Regions from separate parts of the Mus musculus genome. Here region 2 is linked to region 1. The links are chromatin contacts, called in public Hi-C maps. All regions are on one chromosome and are shown on one strand. Each heading gives the region's core, a stretch centred on a gene start, on an enhancer-like site or on the middle of the called end of the contact. The rest is flanking DNA. Distances are from core to core; before and after follow the strand shown. Region 1 overlaps Chst8 (carbohydrate sulfotransferase 8). Region 2 holds the start of Chst8 (carbohydrate sulfotransferase 8).

What was found. A called contact is a pair of places that touch in the nucleus more often than the background predicts.
Region 2: a contact with region 1 is called in a Hi-C map of cerebral cortex, with 1.9 times the contacts expected there. The contact joins the promoter of Chst8 here to the enhancer-like site in region 1. A contact is called at or near these places in 2 of 39 promoter capture datasets (epiblast stem cells and hippocampal neurons), 6 of 484 Hi-C or Micro-C datasets (cerebral cortex, cortical neurons, forebrain and 2 more) and 3 of 115 datasets of contacts at active chromatin or transcription factors (all in embryonic stem cells).

The regions. Positions count from the first base shown.
Region 1 is chr7:34,776,220-34,782,201 of GRCm38.p6, reverse strand. All of the region lies in intron 1 of Chst8 (carbohydrate sulfotransferase 8), which reads left to right. Among named protein-coding and RNA genes, the nearest start is that of Gm38987, 33 kb to the left of the region's middle. Within about 2 kb of position 3,596, at least 22 of the 459 cell types and tissues checked have an H3K27ac peak or open chromatin away from gene starts, as enhancers often do. A contact at or near this core is called in cerebral cortex, cortical neurons, forebrain and 1 more, where this site is marked.
Region 2 is chr7:34,808,826-34,815,355 of GRCm38.p6, reverse strand. Chst8 (carbohydrate sulfotransferase 8) reads left to right here and starts at 2,645. Exons shown (of 4, transcript NM_175140.4): 1 at 2,645-3,010. Gm38987 (a long non-coding RNA gene) reads right to left here and starts at 2,648. Exons shown (of 3, transcript XR_881950.3): 1 at 2,180-2,648.

The sequences.
Region 1 (5,982 bases), core at 2,347-4,846:
CACCATGTGCATGCAGTTCCCAGAGAGGCCAGAAGAGGGCTGCAGATCCCCTGGGGCTGGAGTTAAAAGTGGTTGGGAGCTGCTATGTGGGTGCTGGGACTGAACCCATGTGGTCTGGAAAAACAGTCAGTGCTTTTAATCAACAAGCCAGTCTCTCCAATGAATATATTACATATACATGTATATATTTCTACACATGTACATGCAGGCAATGCATAAACTGTGCATCTCAAATCTTCTGTATACCCTTCATTTCTCTTAAGCCCATGATCATTCCAAGTCTCAATGAAACTTGTTGAATCATCTGGCCTGATGACGGTGTTGTTGATTTTGCTTGCGATTGTGATGCTGTAACTCTCAGTTCTGGCTCCTGGCTCTTTAACTCCATCTTCGAGCCTTTGAAAACAGGACTCTCCTTTCCCCAGGGAAGGTCGAGTGTATAATTTCTACTTTCTTCCATCAAAAACAATGTCATAGCCAATATTTTTCCCTGTCATTTTTTAATATTCGATCTTATTGCATTTTGGTTAGATAATGACTTCTATTGAGGTTTCTTTTTTTGTAGTCCAACATAAACCAAGTTTTCAAAATAATTTTTGAGCAATTGGGGAAAAATGTGTTCTGTTTGCTGAACACAAAAGAGTGTGAAAGAGAGCCAGATCTTATAGATCAGATTACTTATATTCCTTTAAATGTTTAAAACATTTTAATTGTGTGTGCACATGTGTCTCTGTGGAGGAGGGGTAAGTGCACATGGGTGAAGTGCCTATGGAGACCACAAGAGGGCACCAGGCCCCTGGAACTGGAGTTGTGTGGTAGTGAGCTGCCTGCTGTGGATGCTGGGAACTGAACTCAGGTCCCGTGTAAGAACAATGATCACTTTAACCTCTGACTCATCTCTCTAGGTCCTAACCCTCAGTACTTTTCACTTAATTTTGTTTTGTCTTTGCTTCACTCTAGAGCCCAGATCGACTGTGAATTCCTTCCTACATTTTTCTCTCCCGAGTGCTGGGATTACAGACATGAGCAGCCACTTCTTAGCTCATCCTCGCTTAATTTTAATCATATAATTTGCTTATTTAAAGTATGTTAAAATGTGCTGTACACTTCTAACTTCAGCACTTGGGAAAAAGAGGTAGGTGATTTTGAAGCTAGCCTGGTCTACATAGCAAGATCCAGGATAGCCAAGGATACATAGTGAGACCCTGTCTCAAAAAAAAAAAAAAAGGGATTAGAGAGATGACCCAGTAGTTAAGAACACTAGCTGATCCTTCATTGGACCTGGGTTCAATTCCCAGCACCCTCACAGGGGTTCACACACAGTGGTCTGTAACTCAAGTCTCAGGGTATCGATCTGATGTCTTCTTCTGGCTTCCATGGGTACCAGGAACACACACACACACACACACACACACACACACACACACGGTACACAGACATACATGTAGGCAAAACACTATACTCATTATATATATATTGTCCTGATCTTCTTACCTTTGCTTCCCAGCCTTCAATGCTGTGCTGTGAAATGCTGTGAAGTATTGGCAGGTTCCCTCTGTGGGAATAACTCCTGGCTTCCTCCCAGTTCCTTCTTGCCTCTAAGAGTTGGGCTTTTGCATCTGCCAGCTTCCTAACCTCTGAGTAGCTGCCCAAATCTCTGTACTGTGGCTTTCAAGGATTTTTTCCCCCTTCCCAATCCCCAGTCAACTGCTATGGCTTGGATATGTGTCTCCTAAGAGCCCACACGTTACAAGCTCATTGTCCTACCCTTGGTGCTATTGAGAGGTGGCTGGACCATTAACAGGTGGGAATGAGGAAGTAGCCCATTGAGGGTATGTGTGGAAGGAGATATTGGGGTGTAAGCCCCCATCTTTTCTTCTCTTTGTTTCCTGGATGCCATGAGGTAAACGGGCGGCTTCTATGGCACGCTCCCACCATGATGTGCCGCACTACCTCCATACCAAATGAACATGGGCTGACGCCTCTACAACCCGGAGCCAAAATAAACCTTTCCTCTTTTTAAGTTGATTGTCGAGAGCATTTTGTCACAGCATCAGAAACCTAACACACCAGCTCCCCTCTGTGGTTACAGGCCCAACCTTGTTCTCTTATTTGAATGCTTCTTTGATCCTTCTGCTGGGAATTTGGGAAGAAAAGGAATTAAACAAGCAGCAATACCTTCCGCCTTTCCTTCAGCTTCTGTTTTTCCACAAACGAAAATAATTCACTGGAATGCGGCTCACATCCTTCCTCGGCCTCAGTTTCCCACTCACGTGGAATTAGTGACATTGTGGACAAGAGTGTGTGGTGGGAAGGCACAGTTGCAGCACCCTTGGCCTTGAAGGTGGGTGTAGAGGGCTGTGTGGTAGTAAGCAGCCCCGACTGTATGTTTGTAGCCTGGGGACCCTGGAAACTTGGGATGTTACCAAACACTATATATGTCATTTTTATCCCTACACATACATATCTATAATAAAGCTTAAGTTGTAAATTGGCCACAGCAAGAGATTAATACTAACTAATAATATGACAACTATAACACTATCGTATATGAGTCATTTGAGACCTAAGAATTGTTTGCAGAACTATGCAGTGTTCCGGGTAATATTTGACTATGGCTAGCAGAAACCATGGAGGGGGAACCATAGATTTGGTGGTGGGGGATGACCCGTGGGGACAGACATGATGGGGACAACCACTGTGGTTCCATCTTATTGTCCGGCATCATGGGAAGGGTCTCTTCTAAAGACTGGGTAGTATCAGGGGGTCATCAGTTGGCAGAGCCTATGCCCATTACCCCAACAGGGACTGGAGTGCATTGATTACTGTGCCACGCATGAAGTTCTCACTGTAGACCCCTCCTCCCAGAACAGCCACTGAGGGGAAACCCTATGCTTAGCCCCATGCATGTCATCAGCACAGCAGGGTGGATTATAGCTCATGTCTATGCTCATAAAGTCACCTTCAGGAGTGCAGCCCCCACCCCACGAGGGTCCTTGTCTTTCTCCAAGAGAGGGTTACATAGCAGGGCCATCATAAGAAAGATGGCACCTATGCCCAGCATGGTTCTCCCGGGCAGCCTCTGGAGCCTCTGCTCTAGCTATCTGCGGGCTCTCTGCTATTTCCTCTGTCCACTCCCACCCAGAGTACACAGTGACCAGAGAGCTGACCCCCGTGACTCCATTCTCCACCTGCAGCCGGGCTGGTCTTGAAAAGGAAATATTCCCAATGTCCCTCCCCTGGTTACAGGCTGCCCATCAGACCTGTGTGAGCAGTGTGCTTCACCGCTCCTCCCCTGCCTCTGCCTCCCGTCAGGCATCACCCCTGTTCCAGACAAGGTGACACACTGGGGTCCCTTGCTCATCGGTATCACTGGGAACTCTGTAGGGCCAACCAGGTGTGGGCACACTAACCAGCACACAGTAGGTGTTCACTGAGGGTTTTCTAAGCAGAGATGATATGAGGGTACAGGGAGCGGGGAGGAGGAGAGGAGGAGGCGGCAAATGAGAAGTGGGAAGGAAAGGCTGCTGCTGAGCCAGGCCCCGGGCTCTGCTGTTCCAGCTCCGAGTTTGCCGCACTGTTCCCAGCGGGTGCCAACTCTGAATGCCTGCTTAAGTCACTCCACGAAGCTCAGCTTCTCAATCTGTTTTTTATTTGCAAGGGCCAGATCCGTCTTCCTTTTTTAAAAGTCAAGCTTCTGAGAAAGTCATTTATATTCACAGTGATTCTCCTTTCAAATCGAGTCTTTGAATGGGGTGTTTGGAGTTGTGGATCATAGGGGCTGTGCCAGCAAAGGCTGCGGGTCCTTGACAGGACTCTCCGAGCCCACGGGTGGAGGGGACATCCTCCAGTAGGTAAGATCTGTGGCAGGGACCTTCAGTTCATCTGCTGATGGCTTGCTTTCCAAAATGACCTGCAGGACGCTTTTCTGTATTTAGAGAACACGTCCCTATCCGGGTCATTTATTTGAACTCTTGGTCCCTCAGCTGATGGGGGTATTTTGGAAAGCTTCAGGCAGGGCTGAGCTGGAAGAAATGAGGGATGGAGATGGAGGGAGCTCTGTGCTCCGGCCTGCCAAGCCTGTGGAGTCTAAGCTGTGCGCACCTGTCTCCATGAACACCATTTCCCCCCCAGCCTCCACCTCACCCGCCGGTAACTCTCTGAAACTGAACCATACAAATCCCTCTTCCCTTAGGTTGCTGCTGTTGATGCAGAGTGGGTACTATTTTGGGGAAAAGGAGGGCTGTTTATGCTAAACATAATGATGAATCTGGTGTGTGTGTGTGTGGGGGTGGTCATTGGAATCTTCTGGACAGCTAAGAAGCATTTAGTATGTCTGCTTGTGCCACCTGGGCAAGAGATCCAAGAGCTAGTCTGTAAAGAGGAATGTGTTTTGAATTAGTTTATTTTATGTGCACGAGTGTTTTGCTTGCATGTATGTCTGCGCACTGTGTGTGTCCCTGTTAATGGCAGTTGTAAGTCACCTGACGGGGGGGGGGGGTGCTGGGAATCAAACCCAAGTCCTCTGCAAGAACAAGTGCTCCTAACCACTGAGCCATCTCTCCAGCCCCAAGATTTATTTTGTTTTTGGCTGTGTGTGTGTGTGTGTGTGTGTGTGTGTGTATGTATGCATGTCTATATTTGAATATGTGCACATGTAAGTGCAGGTGCCCACAGAGACCAGAAGAGGGCATCATCTGGAGCCGAAATGACAGGTGGTAACCTGACATGGTGCTAGGAGCCAAACTCCTCTGATCCACTGAAAGGGCAGTGAGCACTCTTAACCTTGGAGCTGTCTCTCCACACACAGACAGACAGACACACACATACACACACACACATACACACTACATATATATTATATACATGTAATTAATTTATGGCTAAAGCCCACATATGCAACAAAAGCCACAACTGTATGTCCTCTGCATTCCTATTTGTAAGGACCCGTATAGATCGAAGTCCAGGAAGGATTCTGCCAATGGTCCCTGTGGAGTGGATTGAGGTGGGCGTAACCTTCAAAGGAATCTTCCCTGCAATCGACTTGCTCAAAGGCTTTCCGTGTGGGACTGTTTTATCTGTGTGCTCGTGTATGGATTTGTGATTGGGAATCGGTACGACTTACCCTCAGCTTCTGGCATTTTGCTTTTGTTTCTTTGAGTGTGTTGAATGGCTCACCCAAAGTTTAACAGGCAACCCTAAAACTTAATTGACAGGTAATTTATGAAGAAATTGTATCTGTAATTTAGGCCATAGGTCAAAAATTCTCTGCAAGGTGCTGAAGCAAAATCTTGGGCTTTGAGACAGCAGGTCTCCCCTGAATCTGCTTGGCTGGCATACTGCAGCATGAGGGCAGCCCTGGATGGAGCGGGGAACATGTGGGTGTGGCTCTGTTCCAGTTCCAGTTTATTTGCAGGGCTGGAGGCGTGACTCCATGGTAGAGTGCTGGCCGAGCATATATACAAGGCCCTAGGTTCAAGCCTAAGGGCCCAGTCCTACAGAAAGCAAATATGAACATTAAAGTTTAGTCAAGGAAACAGGTGGCTGGCAAGTTTGATCCATGGGCCATCATTTGTGGGTTCCTGGTTTGACTGATCTGGACATAGAGGGGTATAATGATACAGGGACGTGGGAAGTAGGTTGGTTATGGCAGGCTTTTAATGCAAATGGTTTTGCTGAAGAGCAGCAATAGAACTTAAATTTATTTATCATTATTATTTATAGGATCATTTTTATATGTTGTTATTATTAGATTTATTTTATTTTATGTGTTTGAGTGTTTTGCTTGCATGTATGTCTCTATCATATGTGTGCCTGGTGCTCTCCGAGGCCAGAAGAGGACACTGAATCCCCTGGAATAGGAGCTCCAAATGGTTGTGAGCCGTCATGTGGGTGCTGAGAGCTGAACCCAGGTCATGTGGAAGAACAGCCCTTATTAATATTTTTGATATGGATATGCATGTGTGTCTTTGAGGACTGGCT
Region 2 (6,530 bases), core at 1,396-3,895, 34 kb before region 1:
GCAAGCGCGCACAGAGCTTCATGCCTGGGCTTTGCAGTGTGTCTCCACCTCCCGCGCTGCAGAGGCTGAGCCTGACTTTCAAAAAAGGGCACTGCAGCCCTTAGCAAATCTCCAGAGGAAAACTCATGCTTGTCCCTGCCAGGGACCCCAGGTCTCCTCTGGGGATTTCCTCCAAGGGCCTCTGCAAATAAGAAGGAACTAGGGGTGAGGAAAAAAAAGCCAAAAATTCGGGGAGTGTCAAAGGCATGGAGCAGTGTTGATTCCTCTCAGTATCTGCCTGGATATTAGATGCAAATAAGTGCTAATAAGTACAGTTGGAGAAGCTAATGGAAAAACCACCCTCCCCAGGAGGATTGCCACACACAGGGCAGCTACCATGGCCGGACTGACCGACTGTGCTTTCCAGTCCTAGGGAAGCCTGTGTGGACTGGCTCTAGGGAATAAAGCTGTATAAACTTCTTCTATGAAGGCACTTGCTGTCCAAAGACACTGGGCTGAGGATGGAGGTTTCCATCATCTCCCCACTGGCCAGTGTGTACAAACATGTGCATGAGGGTCGACATGAATAGGTGTGTGTGTGTGTGTGTGTGTGTGTGTGTGTGTGTGTGTGTGTGTGTGTGTACTTACCCTCCAAAGGGTGCACACCGCTCAAGAGGTTCTCTTGACCATCAGGCTCCTGAGACCAAATCCCTGTGATAGCTCAGGCCTAGCTGCAGATGTGAACCACACTGGTAACTGCTCAGTGGAGCTGCGGCCAGGACTCTGGGTGGTGTGGCCCTTTGGAGGTGGAGGAGCCACAAAGGCACGGGGACCAGCTGGCTGGAAGGCAGGTAACTTTTTACCCATCCCCTTCTTTGTTTCTATCTTTTCTACTCTGCTCTGACAGTGTTTGGCTATAGCTTGGGGTTTTTACTGCCCCAATCCTCCCGACTCTCCACTCCTGTCCCTCAAATCCATTATGTTCAACTGAACTTGACTAAGGGGACATATACTTGCACCTTCCTTCCCACGAGTAGCTTGTACAGCCAGAGGAGCTGTAGAGGTCACAGCACAGCCGGAGCCTCAGACCATCTTGAGCTCTCTGGCATTCCACTTTGAAACCGGGATACCTGGGCCAACCCCAGCTCCACCAACCCCACCCCCACCCCCACCCAGAATTGTTGACAGTAGCACCTTAGTGGCATCTTGTAGCACATACTTCATTGTTGCAAAACTAAAAAGGGATAAAAGGTAGCTGGGTGTTGTGTTACATGCCTGTAACCCAAGCACTTGGAGGCTGAGAAAGGAAGATCATGTGTTCATGGTTAGCCTGGGCTACACAGAGAGAACCTATCTCAAAAACAGAAACAAAACAAAAACAATGGAAGGGAAGGCTACCATATGCTTGACTGCCAACTCACTTGCCCTGAAGAGGATCCTTGGATACTCTGAGTTCACAGCAGTCATTAAAGAAGCCCAACTACCACTCAGGCCTTTCAAGCTTGCTAGTGTTAGAGGCTCCCTTGCCCTCCACATCTCTAGTGTTAGTATCTCTGCTCCTTATCAGGGCTGCCACACCCTTATCTGGTCACTCAAAGGCCACAGATCCACCTCAGTCTTTAGCTTCATCACCCATCTGGGATGGAGCTGGGTCAACCAACCAACCAATCAACCAACCAACCAGTCCACTCAGGGAGGGGAGAGGCCACAGCCACCGCTCTGTTTTACTGGAAGCTTCTTTTCAGTTTTGTTTTGTTTTGTTTTGTTTAATTTTATTCTGTATGTCCCTTCAAGACCAGGCTTGTTTACTGGTTGGCACCGCTGAGAATGGTTGCTAGATGCGCACCCAGCCTTCCCTTCTAGTGTCTGATTGCCCCCTGCAGGTCGGGGCTTCTCTTCTCTGGAAAAATCAAGATTTGAATCCACAGCCCTGGAACCGAGTCCCGGTTCTACACTTGTACTGTGTGGCTGTGGGTAGGAGGTTTCCCCACTCATTTATTCTGGGTTTGGAGGGAGGGGAGAGGTTGCTTGCTTCAGCCCTCAAGCTGGTGCCAGACCGACGCTTAAGGATGAAGTTCTTAAGTGAGAATCCGGCTCACTGGGCACTTGTGGTTAACTGAGACCCAGAAATTTAGTGGTGAGTGCCAACAAGAGACAGGCCTTGTCCAAATTCCACGCGTACTGTAGTCTGGGAACCTACCTGAATTTTTCTGCGCACCAATTCCTTTGCAAGCCCCGCGGCCGCTCAGCTTTGGGTCCAAGACCCTGCTTGCTAGCGCCTTCTCTTTTTCCCTAGGTCAGCGCAGGGTTACTCAGTGTCGCCACTGGGGCAGTGGCAGCTAAGAAGCTGCGGAGTGGAGTCAAGCGGCAGACCAGAGTCCAGCACTCGGGGATCCCCGAGCTGGGCGCAGCCCGCGCCAATACCGCCCCACCCCCCCGCTGCCTCCCGACCGCGCCCAGCGGCAGCTCCCACAGAGCGCGCGGCCAGTGGGGCTGCTGAAGCCGCAGAGCGCGCGTGGGCGTGGCGCCCGTGAGCTCCCGAGAGGGCTGAGCGATCGGGGAAGAGATTTCCCCCATCTCTGCCCTGCCACCGGGATCGCCTCTTTCCACCGTGGGGCGGGGCCCGGACTGGGGGCGGGGCGCCGGGCGGGCGCGGCGCTATTTCCAGCCTTGCCGGAGGCTTCGCTCGCACTTCGCTGGGAGCCTTCCCGGCGCGTGAGCCGGATCCGGTGGCACCGCGGGGAAGAGACAGGACCGGGCGGTGGCGGCAGAGACAGGGGGACGCACCCGGTGCAGAAGATCCAATAGGAGCACGCCGCCGCAACCTCTCCCGCGCGCTCCGGTCGCCGACTCTACGCCGATCGCCCACTCCCCGCACCTTGGACTACACCGGGAAAAAGACGCAGCCTGGCCCGAACTGGGGCGGAGATCCTTCTTGCTTCCCAAGAGCTCCGGAGGGAAGATTCTCCCGCCGCCGAGAACCCCGCCGGACTGGAGGAACCCGTGGCCTGGAGAGCGCTGGCTGTGCCAGGTAAGTGGCTGCGCCCTGTTCCCTCTCTATGTTGATAGTTCACCCGAAGGGTTGTCCCTGGAAATCCCAGGATGATGCCGGGACTGTTCTGAGCGCAAACCCCGCCACTAGACGTGGTTCAGAGTCCTAAGCTGCAGGTGCTGTTGGGGCATGCGGTGCTTGGGTCTGGCGATACTTTGGGGACCAGCCCCCGTGAGTGGGAACTTTAATTAGACTTTGGATTCTTGGTTTTCTCCGCGCCTGGGAACTGCCTCTCTCTCCTAGGGCTCGCCTCCAGGACCCTTCGCTCCTCTTCTTAACCCTGGATGCTGGGTGCGTGTAAGCTGCTTTGGGCGCTGAGCGACGAGTGCTCGAGGGCCGGGCTGGAGCGTCCAGAGCGCCGAGGCTTTGGTGTGCGCTTGGAACTGGGACTTAGAGGCCAGTTGGGGTGCGTAGGGCGAAAGGGGAAGTTACAAGCGACCTTGGCTCCCTACCAGGAGACGCAAGGTGTCCCCGCGCTCCATCGCGCGCATCTCCACCCCTCAACTCTCTAGGGCCCCGGCCTGTTTTGTGCTCCCGGCGAGTGTGCGTGCGTCAGCGATCGCAAGGAGGTGTGTGTATGCGTGTGTCCCCGAGTGCGGGAGTCGGAGCCTCAGGCGGCTGAGGGTAGGGGATGGTGAAATGATCTGCTTTACAGCGGGACCGAGCTCAGCCCTAGCTAGCGGCTGTTGCAACTTCAGCTGCTGCGTGGGGCTGTTTTGCTCATACTATGGCCTGGCCAGGAGAATGTACGTTCTCTGGTTTGGGCAGGGTCAGAGGTGGCGCTTGGGCATCAAGTGACCTCTCTCTATTTCCCGCGCAGTACTCCAAACCCTAACTTTAGTTGTATATCTTGTCTCTGGGCCCTTCGGCCCTCACCTGGGGTTGTAACAGTCGGGGAACTGTGCCCTGGATTTCGGACATACCGGTTGGATCTTGGAACAGTCTGTCCTGCAGCCATTTCGGCATCACCGGAGATGCATCTCTAAGCCGCCTCCCAGCAGGACCCTAAGCGTGATTGGTTCTAAGGGGAACAGGCTTCTGGGCTCTCTGTATCTATGGATGTAGCCAGGCAGCAGGCCAAGTGGGAGACTCAGTTCGGGGCAAGGATGTAGCTCCAGATGGCAGGGGTGGGTAAAGGGGTAAAAGACAGGTTAACTCTTTCCCCACCTTCCCCCACACTCACAGGCTTGAGCTTCTGCCACTAAGCCTACTTTCTTTGGGTTCACCTTGACCGTTTACTGGTAGGTAGGAAGCCTTGTCTTCAGTCCCACCCTAGTACGAAACAACCTTTGCCCTGAAGAACTCTCCTTAAAAATTACCTACCACCACAGCACCTCCTGATCTGTCCCTGTCCCAAAAGAGATATTGGAAAGAATGAGGGAGGGACGGTTGCTCTCATAGGAGAGCTTTCTATTCTTTTAGTCAGGGTCTCATCCAAGCTGACCTGACCTCAGCCGCGGAAGGCAGGATTACAGATGCGCACCGTCTTACCTATTCTCTCTTAATCAAGCCATCCCACCACCCACAGGCAGGCTGCGGGGGGGGGGGGGCTCTTGAGGAGAGTGGAAACGTTCTGGAGGCTCCGGCAAATTGGTCTCCGAGAAGTGACACACAGCAGAGGTGCCATTCAGACCCTGGAAAGACTGAATCAAAACGGGTTGATCAATATCGCAATCGCATTTGAACACAGAAAACCTCAAAGTCTGACCCCATCCCATCGTTTGGTGGAGTCACTTGGGACACATGAATGGTACAACTTATTTATTTATTTACCAGGAATCTGACTTTGTGGGAGTGAATTATGGTCCCCGGCTATTGATTTTTTTTAAGACCCCAAATTTAAAAAGTCAAGGCTTTCTCAAAGCAAGGTCAATGATTAATTATTTATAGAAAGACATCAATCAGTTACGGATGGGGTGTGTGTGTGTGTGCTCATTTATAAATTCCCTGAGTGGGCAAAATGAAATCTATTTTTCTCCGGCTTCAGCCAGGAGAGAAGAGCTGGTTTGTTTGACCCAGGATGTTTTCTGCTTGAGATGCCTTTTCTATCTTGTAGCTGGAATATCGTTTGGGAAATTTTATGCATATTTGCTGTGTTTCCATAATGAACATTTACTGATTACAGAGTACCAAGGGAATTTCATTTTTTAAACATTTATTCAAATCTCTGTTTATGTAAGCTAATAAGTCTGGGAAAGTTCAGTTAACTATCCCCCCCACCCCCACCCCTAGCCCCATGGTGTTGGGCAAGCATGTTTGGCAGGTTCATCTCAAAATTTACCTTCCAGTCACTTCCAAGGGGCAACATCAGATGTCTCTGATTGGAAATATGGGGCTGGCTGCTTCTCTGTACTTTCCTTGAGTTCGCTCCAGCCGTTGCTCTTTGTGGTTTTGCTGATAGAAGAGAAGTTGGTGCTCAGAGCTGTGATTGCTGTTGTGTTGGTGTTTGTGGTGGGAGAATGCCGCTGTAGCCCCTGGAGGGCTGATGGGGGCAGAGAAGGTGTGGTTGCCATCTGACTTTCTTGCCTCTTGCCTGCTTCTCACCTGGAGTCAGATACCCATTTCAGTGCCCATGTATTCCCACCTCTCTGGTTTGCCCATACAGCAGAACAAATTATAGTCAGTAAACATAGGGAACCATTGCCCAGCCTCTGTGTTAATCAGAAGGAAATGAGTCTTCTAAAAGGAGGTTTATATAATGCTGGCCGGAGGAGGTCAGGAAGGCTCTGCAGAGGGAATGGCCAAAAATAAAACAGATGAGTAAAGGTGTTGCCTGTGTGCATATGTGGCCTCAGTGTCAGGACGCTTGCTGGAGGTGGGCAGCTTCCCTGGGACACGGTGGTGACCAGAGGATCCTGGGTGCTTTGCCCTTGGAGCCCATTTCTAGACGTGTCTGGCTTGAGAGCAGCTGCGTCTTTTCCTCCCAAGGAAAAAGCTGCCCCCAAATAGAGGAGACTCACTGGCTCAGGTAACCTGGGGACAGCTGCCTGAGCTCAGGTGGCAGATGATACTGGAGACGTCAGCTCATTTCTTATTGGCTGAAGGGTAAGTGACCCTCTGGTCAGTAAATCACTGTGGCAGAGGATGTGACTTACAAATCGGTAGTGTAAAGACGTTGTGACTTTTGCCCTCTGCGAAACTACCTGTCATTTGTGATCTCGGCTTGTAGACAGACTCGCTGGGACTTGATCGAGGGTGGTTAGGAATTCAGAAGAGCATTTAACGCTGTTGGGGAATCTGGGAAGGGCTGTGTAGCAGTAGACAGCCCTGGGCCTACCCTCAGAACTACCTTTCAGGGCATCACAGAGGACCAGATTTCCGATGGGGGCCTGGGGGTGTCAACACAGCTGCCTTCCCAGGCTGATGAGGAAATGCAGCCTGGGGCTTGCATTCTTATTCCCTACCTAGGAGACCCTACTTTTGTGGAGCTGGTGCTGGGCAGGGGGTGTTGTCTGGTGACAGTGAGGGTATGGTATCCGTCTCCTGCCAAACCCAGCCC